Regions from separate parts of the Mus musculus genome. Here region 1 is linked to region 2. A link is a contact called in public HiChIP or PLAC-seq data. All regions are on one chromosome and are shown on one strand. The core of a region is the stretch at or near the end of the contact, and the rest is flanking DNA. Distances in the headings are between cores, read along the strand shown.

Region 1 (3,222 bases), core at 691-3,190, 54 kb before region 2:
ACAGGTCCAATTTAAAGCACATTGGGGGAATTCCAGGGTAGGTAACCTCTATCTTAATCTGTTGGGTTCATCTCTCTAGAAATTCCAGAACCATTACCAGGGAGTGGGACTGGAAACTGTTGCTGACCCCCATCCTTGCCTCAGCCTAGGTAGTGGGGCAGCTTCTGACTAGCTGCTGGAAGCCTGTTTTGTTTTTGGTTTTGATTTTGTTTTTGTTTTCATTTTCATTTGTTTGCTTTTCAGTAACTGACTTTCCTGGGCTTGTCTGGACTTGCCCAGTTCTTGGAAACAGATTTAGGCCTAGTCTTTTGTTTTTGTTTTTGTTTTGTTTTAATTCTTTTTTTTTATTAGATATTTTCTTTATTTACATTTCAAATGCTATCCCGAAAATTCCCTGTACCCTCCCCCCACCCTGCTCTCCTACCCACTCACTCCCACTTCTTGGCCCTGGCAGTCCCCTGTACTGGGGCATATAAAGTTTGCAATACCAAGGGGCCTCTCTTTCAAATGATGGCCGACTAGGCCATCATCTGCTACATATGAAGCTAGAGAAACGAGCTCTGGGGGTACTGATTAGTTCATATTGTTGTTCCACCTATAGGGTTGCAGACCCCTTCAGCTCCTTGGGTGCGTTCTCTAGCTTCTCCATTAGGGGCCCTGTGTTTCATCGTATAGATGTGAGCATCTACTTCTGTATTTGCCAGGCACTGGCATAGCCTCATACGAGACAGCTATATCAGGGTCCCTTCAGCAAAATCTTGCTGGCATATGCAGTAGTGTCTGGGTTTGGTGGCTAATAATAGGATGAATCCCCGGATAGGGTAGTCTCTGGATAGTCCATCTTTTTGTCTTAGCTCCAAACTTTGTCTCTGTAACTCCTTTCATGGGTATTTTGTAGATCCAGCAATATTTTGAAGATCCAGCAATACCTCTCCTGGGCATATACCCAGAAGATGTTCCAACTGGTAAGAAGGACACATGCTCCACTATGTTCATAGCAGCCTTATTTATAATAGCCAGAAGCTGGAAAGAACCCAGATGCCCCTCAACAGAGGAATGGATACAGAAAATGTGGTATATTTACACAATGGAGTACTACTCAGCTATTAAAAACAATGAATTTATGAAATTATTGGGCAAGTGGATGTATCTGGAGGATATCATCCTTAGTGAGGTAACCCAATCACAAAAGAAGTCATTAGATATGCACTCACTGATAAGTGGATATTAGCCCAGAAACTTAGAATACCCAAGATACAATTTGCAAAACACAAGAAAATCAAGAAGAGGAAAAGCCAACGTGTGGATACTTCATTCCTCCTTAGAATAGGCCTAGTCTTCCTAACTGCCAATTTGAAGCCTGTCTTGAAATCAGCCTATCTCATCCCTCTCAAATCAAGGCTGTTCTCTCATATGGTAAGATATTTATTGCTGGAGTCTCACCTGTGTTAGCTCTTTTACCTTGCCCAGATTTCTTTCTTTCTTTCCCATTCCCCAGGAAATATATAAGTTATTTCTATGCTGGTAAAACAAGCTAATTCAGATTCAAATATATATTAACATAGGTTTATTGGGAAGCTGCTCTTCAGTGGGTATTGGGGCCAGCCTGTGGCTCTCATATCCGGGTTCGAGCCTGGAAGGCAACTTGGAACTGAAAGAAAAGAAGGAGCCTAGGCAGGTTGAGAAATAATGGAACCAAGACAACTAGTCTGCTCAAGGTTCAAACGTTTAATGGTGGACACGCTTTACAAAGGAGGGGGGAGACCCATTCCTGCCAATTCATCCTTGGAGCCTGGAACCAGCTGCAGGTGATGACGTGCAGGATAGGGCGTAGTCTCCGGAATAGATGGTGGGAGGGGGCTCTCAGCAGGTAGCAGTATCTTGAAGAGGAACAGCTTCAGTGGCTGAACAATAGAATGATCTAGGGAGGAAGGCTCCACCCTAGATAATCTCCTCAGTGGCAGCAAGGTCAAGTTCTGACTCAGCCTGCTTTAGGCTTGTTGGAGGCTACATGTGGGCAAGTTGAATGCCCGCAAGGAAGGTGGCTAGATAGGAAAATCACCATGGAAAGGGAGAGAAAGAAAGTGCTCATAGAGAGAGGGAGAAAAAAGAGATGAAGGGTGGAGAGTTCAAAATATCTGGGTTATATAAGGAAGGGCAGCACAGCCCCTGGTCCGGAAAGTTCAGGGTAGAGGGCCTGGTACACCAGGTAGGGACTGAGAGATGCTGGGAGAAACTGAAGGCCAGGTCTGTTTTTGTCTGTCAAATATGCACCTTAGCTGTTTGTTCCACTTGGGTGGGATTTAGGAGGATGGTGTCCGAAACTCAACAATAAATGCAGCAGTGATAGAGAGTTTCTTAGTGCCTCATACAGTGGCCAATATATACTTTGTTCTTGCAGAGATATAGTTTTTGCTTTTAATGAAAAGAAAAAAATAATAAAAAAAGACCATGACTGCTCCTAGGTATGGTGGAGGAGAAAATTTCTTAGATAAAAGAGCATAACTATAAAAGAGACACTTGGCAGAGTCCAAAGTGAACATGACCCTGAGCTGGGCCATGTGAGGAGAGGTTGGAGGGAGAGGGAAGAAGAGCCACTGACCAAGAGAAGTGGCCTAGGTCAAGAGACTGACCAACAGACCAGAGGGTGAAGAATAGGCAAAAGAAACAGGAGAGAAATGGCTCGATCATATAGGGCAGAGCATCTGGAGTAAAGACAGCCTAGCCCCGGGGCTGGGGAAGTTGAGGATAGGGGTAAAGAATGCAATCCTGTAAGGAAGAGATGCTGGGAGAAACTAGTGGTCAGGGTCTGGCTTGATATCTCAGCCATTTGTCCCAGATTTGAGACCTGACACTTGAATAAAGACTCTGTTTGTGGCAGTTACAGCCTGTGACTCTGGGAAGGAAAGGAAATCATTTGTTTGCAAATGGTGCTGTTCATGTTTCCTGCACTTTATGGCTGTTATTTTAACTGGTGTATTTGGCTCACCGACTTTCTGGATTCAGATTCCTATAATGAGGCCATCTAGGAATGAGGGAGGAGTTGAGAATGAATGTGGAAAAGGGATGACTTGCTTCTATGGCCTGGTGGATAATGGCTGGAGCAAGGGCAAGATAAACACAGGCTCTAAAGCAGGGGTAGCTGCCTGCTTAAATGCTTCCATCTTGGCTGTGATATTCATGTGAACAACCAACAGCATGGCTAGCAAACTCCTTGCCTTT
Region 2 (3,628 bases), core at 222-2,721:
GAGAGCCACTTGACTAAATAGCACATGCCAGCAAGGCAGGCCTATATTTCACTTTAATGTGTCTCACGTGTACCCCAGATAACAGATGGGAGGTAAATGCTTTTGATTGATGACATTTTTGCTACATTTGAAATTGGCTTTGATGATGACAGGACGCTACTCACTATTTTTCTGGAATGAGGAAGGACACACTAATAAAAGAGTAGTTTTCATTGAAGGAGCTGAGGGAGGTTCCTACTATGTTCATACTCAGCAGACAGTGCATGATAAAGCTTGTGTATTGTATGCGCATATGTACTTTAACTAGTTTCATAATAGTTAATAATAAATGAGTGACAATTTGTTATATAGAAGTGATAGGGAATATATTATATACATATTTAATATGCATGTATAATGAATGACATTTTTTATAAATGAAGTATATAAGATATAAAGTAAATGTTTGTGTAATTTAACTGAGTATTTACAATTGCAAATTAGAATTCTTAGGAATAGTATATTTTTTTGAACAAATAACACAATACCAAGAAGATTAAATAGCCAAAAACAACAACAAAATCTGCATGCCATATTTGAATCACTTGTTACTGTCCAAATAAAAGTAGCTCATTCTTTTGAAATGAGATATTTCTCCCTTGGATTGGTAGAATAATGTGCGAAAGAGTATATTTAAGCACAAACGGTTTTTACAAACACTTGTTTCTTTAATTTATTAACTAATTAATTATGTGTGTGCGCACGCGCGCGCCAGAGTGCATTGAGGACCTCTTAGAAGAGGTCATCTGATCACCTAGGACAGGGATTTCATAGGTAATTGGGAGCTGCCATGTGGGTTCTGTTGATCCTCTGCAAGAGCAACAGGGCCATCTCTCTAGTCCTAACAAAGGATTCTTAAAATAGGAAATCTCAATTCTCTGGACTACAAGTTTGGCCAAAAGCAAAAAAGAAAGAGGAGTCCCTAAGAAGATTAACTTTTGCCCTTCTGGAACGTGAAGGAAGCAGACTGAGGCGAACAGCTTCCTGACTCTGGGAGTGTCGCTCAGCACATGCGTGCACCGACTCACGGGATATTTGCTTTTAGATTGTTATAGATAGTTTTTCATCTCCACCATGTTATCTATTAAGCATGCGTGAGAGAACGGTGTCAGAAGACAGAATCTGGAAAATACTCTGGGTCTCGCTGAGCAGCATGGCAGGAGGAGTTCTCCGTGACTGACTCTTCAGCTGGAGGAGGAAGAAGCCCACTGTCTCTTTAGAACTCAACCCTTTTGGGATGACCCACACATACGGTATATTCTGGATATGAAAAAGTGTGTGCTTGTATTTTCAATTATTAATTGGACGCGGCAGCACCAGGTTAGCAGGGTATGTAAATGTCACTTCCTCACCTGCCTTTGAAAGTAAGGCAAGCTGGGGTGCAAAGGTGACCTCCCCCGTGTAGCCCCAGAGCTAACCAGTTGAGTAAGGAATGTGGTTATTTGCATAATAAAGAGCTGGTGGCAGCCAGTGCTTGGGCGAGAGGGAGAGAGAGGGAGAGAGAGGGAGAGAGAGAGAGAGAGAAAGAGAGAGAGAGAGAGAGAGACAGAGACAGAGAGAGACAGAGAGAGAGAGAGAGAGAGACAGAGAGAGAGAGAGTCAGGCAGACGCAGAAAGACAAAAGGTAGACAGGATTGAGCTGGGGAATAGGCAGTGAGAACCATGTGGAGAGACACGCAATGGCAAGAGAAGTCAGGTTAAGTTAGAGGCTCACTGAGAAACTGCCTCAGCAAAAGGCCAAAAACCTTAAACTATGTAGATATCTCTGAGTCTTTACTACTAAACTTCAAGCAAGATTCTCGAAATCCCTGCAAAAGAACATCTCCCTTCCACCTTTTCCACTTTGTGCTGGCTTTTTTTTTTTTTTTTTTTTTTTTTTTTTTTTTTTTACTAAAAGAATCCTTTCACTATGGCAGAAAGTTGCTTACATTATACTTGTTAGGTATATTGTAAGTTATAAGCAAACCCAACCAAGCAAGTTCAAGCAACTCAAGGTATTACCTCTTAGCTCTATTTATGTGACATTGTTACCTTATTTTCTATTCCACAAAGATTAATGTTAAGACAAAACAAGGTCAGTCTCTCAAGTTCCTCCTCCACAGGAAGTCTCAGATTTGCTGGGCCAGACAGCCAAAGATTGATTCTGCCCTGGGACCAGTGTTCCCAGTGAAGCCATCAACATCACAGAAACTCAGTGAAGTTGGTGACTGGGTAATGGGTAAGTCTGCCATTTTAATTGACACACGGGCCATTTAGATTACAATATATCCTTCTCAGTTCTCTGAGGCGGTTGAACCCAGTGATCAACCACCTGTATCCCATGGTAAATAATTGGATAGGAAAAGTTTATGTAAGGTCTGAGGATACGAAGGCTTTGGGGAAGGTGTTTGAGGGTCTAGAATGGTGTTTTGAAGTTAGGAAACACACTTATGAAGGGCTTATCTTTTTGTAAACCTAAGAAAATGTAAGCTTCAGGGAATCCACTCAAGTCCACCTCAAAATTGATCAAAATTGACTCAAGATAATTACTGTCAATTAACAAACATCCTGTTTCTTTCCCACCTGCCTATGCTTGAGGGTGGGATTTATTTCCCTGGTCCTTGGAACCACCACCACTCCTCCAAGTCCCAAGACCCTGCGCTAAGAGTTTCAAACACATATCCAAAAATAAATAAATAAATAAACAAATAAATAAATAAATAAATAAAATAAAATAAAATAAAATAAAATAAAAAACCTTTTTCTCCCTAAACCCCTTAACTTTATCTTCTGCCCCTAATATCCAGGTGTTCCTCCTGAACCTGTGTCCAGAAAAGCTCCAAAACAGCTACCTACAGGTACTCCTGTCTACACTCACAAAGACTTAAAACTGGATGTGCACTTTCCTAACAGCCAGATGGTTCCACAGGTCCTGGACAGAAGTGAAACAACCAGCTCTTCCCAACATTCCAGCTTTTTGCCCACATCTCCAAAACAAGCATCCCAAAGTCAGCAGGAAATAGTCATAGGCAATTGCGTCATCCCTTATTTATTTTTTAATCAACAAAATGCTTGGACATTTGGTTTTAGACCCCAGGGACAAGAGACTAAGGTACATATTTTACATATCAAAGCTGACCTGGCCTCCATGTTCTCCCAGCTTACCCTGCTCTAACACTGAACATTCCAGCCCAGGGTAGGGCTGCTTTTCTCCCAGAGGCTCTGTCTTATACAATCAAGAATTCTCTCTCTCTCTCTCTCTCTCTCTCTCTCTCTCTCTCTCTCTCTCTGTGTGTCTCCATGCCTACCCTTTCTCTTCCCCTGCTCCCTGCCTCTCCCCATAATGATTCCCCTTCCTTCAGTCCTTGGGGCCAGTGAAGTCACCTGAGAGCAACTTTCCAATAAATCTGCCTATATTATAACCTAATTTGTCTTGAATTGGCTCATTTCACTGGTGGAGAAAAAAACCTATTATCTATTATAAAAAAATGCTATTTTCATTTGAAAAGTTGTAAGCTTTGATGAGAATATGTGGGGTTGTTTAATATCAATGGACTATGGTTGGTAGAAATATTTAAAGGTCAACTGGCCTTTAAATATTAAAAATTAA

The links. HiChIP or PLAC-seq counts read pairs in DNA pulled down with a chosen protein or histone mark.
Region 1: an H3K27ac HiChIP or PLAC-seq map of embryonic stem cells shows a contact between it and region 2, with 20 read pairs. The contact joins two enhancer-like sites. A contact is called at or near these places in 21 of 484 Hi-C or Micro-C datasets (the HPC-7 cell line, cerebellum, embryonic fibroblasts and 4 more), 5 of 115 datasets of contacts at active chromatin or transcription factors (bone marrow-derived dendritic cells and embryonic stem cells) and 1 of 9 other capture datasets (embryonic stem cells).

The regions. Positions count from the first base shown.
Region 1 is chr6:61,046,524-61,049,745 of GRCm38.p6, reverse strand. No RefSeq gene overlaps it. Among named protein-coding and RNA genes, the nearest start is that of Mmrn1, 100 kb to the right of the region's middle. Within about 2 kb of position 1,940, at least 8 of the 459 cell types and tissues checked have an H3K27ac peak or open chromatin away from gene starts, as enhancers often do. A contact at or near this core is called in embryonic stem cells, where this site is marked.
Region 2 is chr6:60,992,139-60,995,766 of GRCm38.p6, reverse strand. No RefSeq gene overlaps it. Among named protein-coding and RNA genes, the nearest start is that of Mmrn1, 50 kb to the right of the region's middle. Within about 2 kb of position 1,471, at least 17 of the 459 cell types and tissues checked have an H3K27ac peak or open chromatin away from gene starts, as enhancers often do. A contact at or near this core is called in embryonic stem cells, where this site is marked.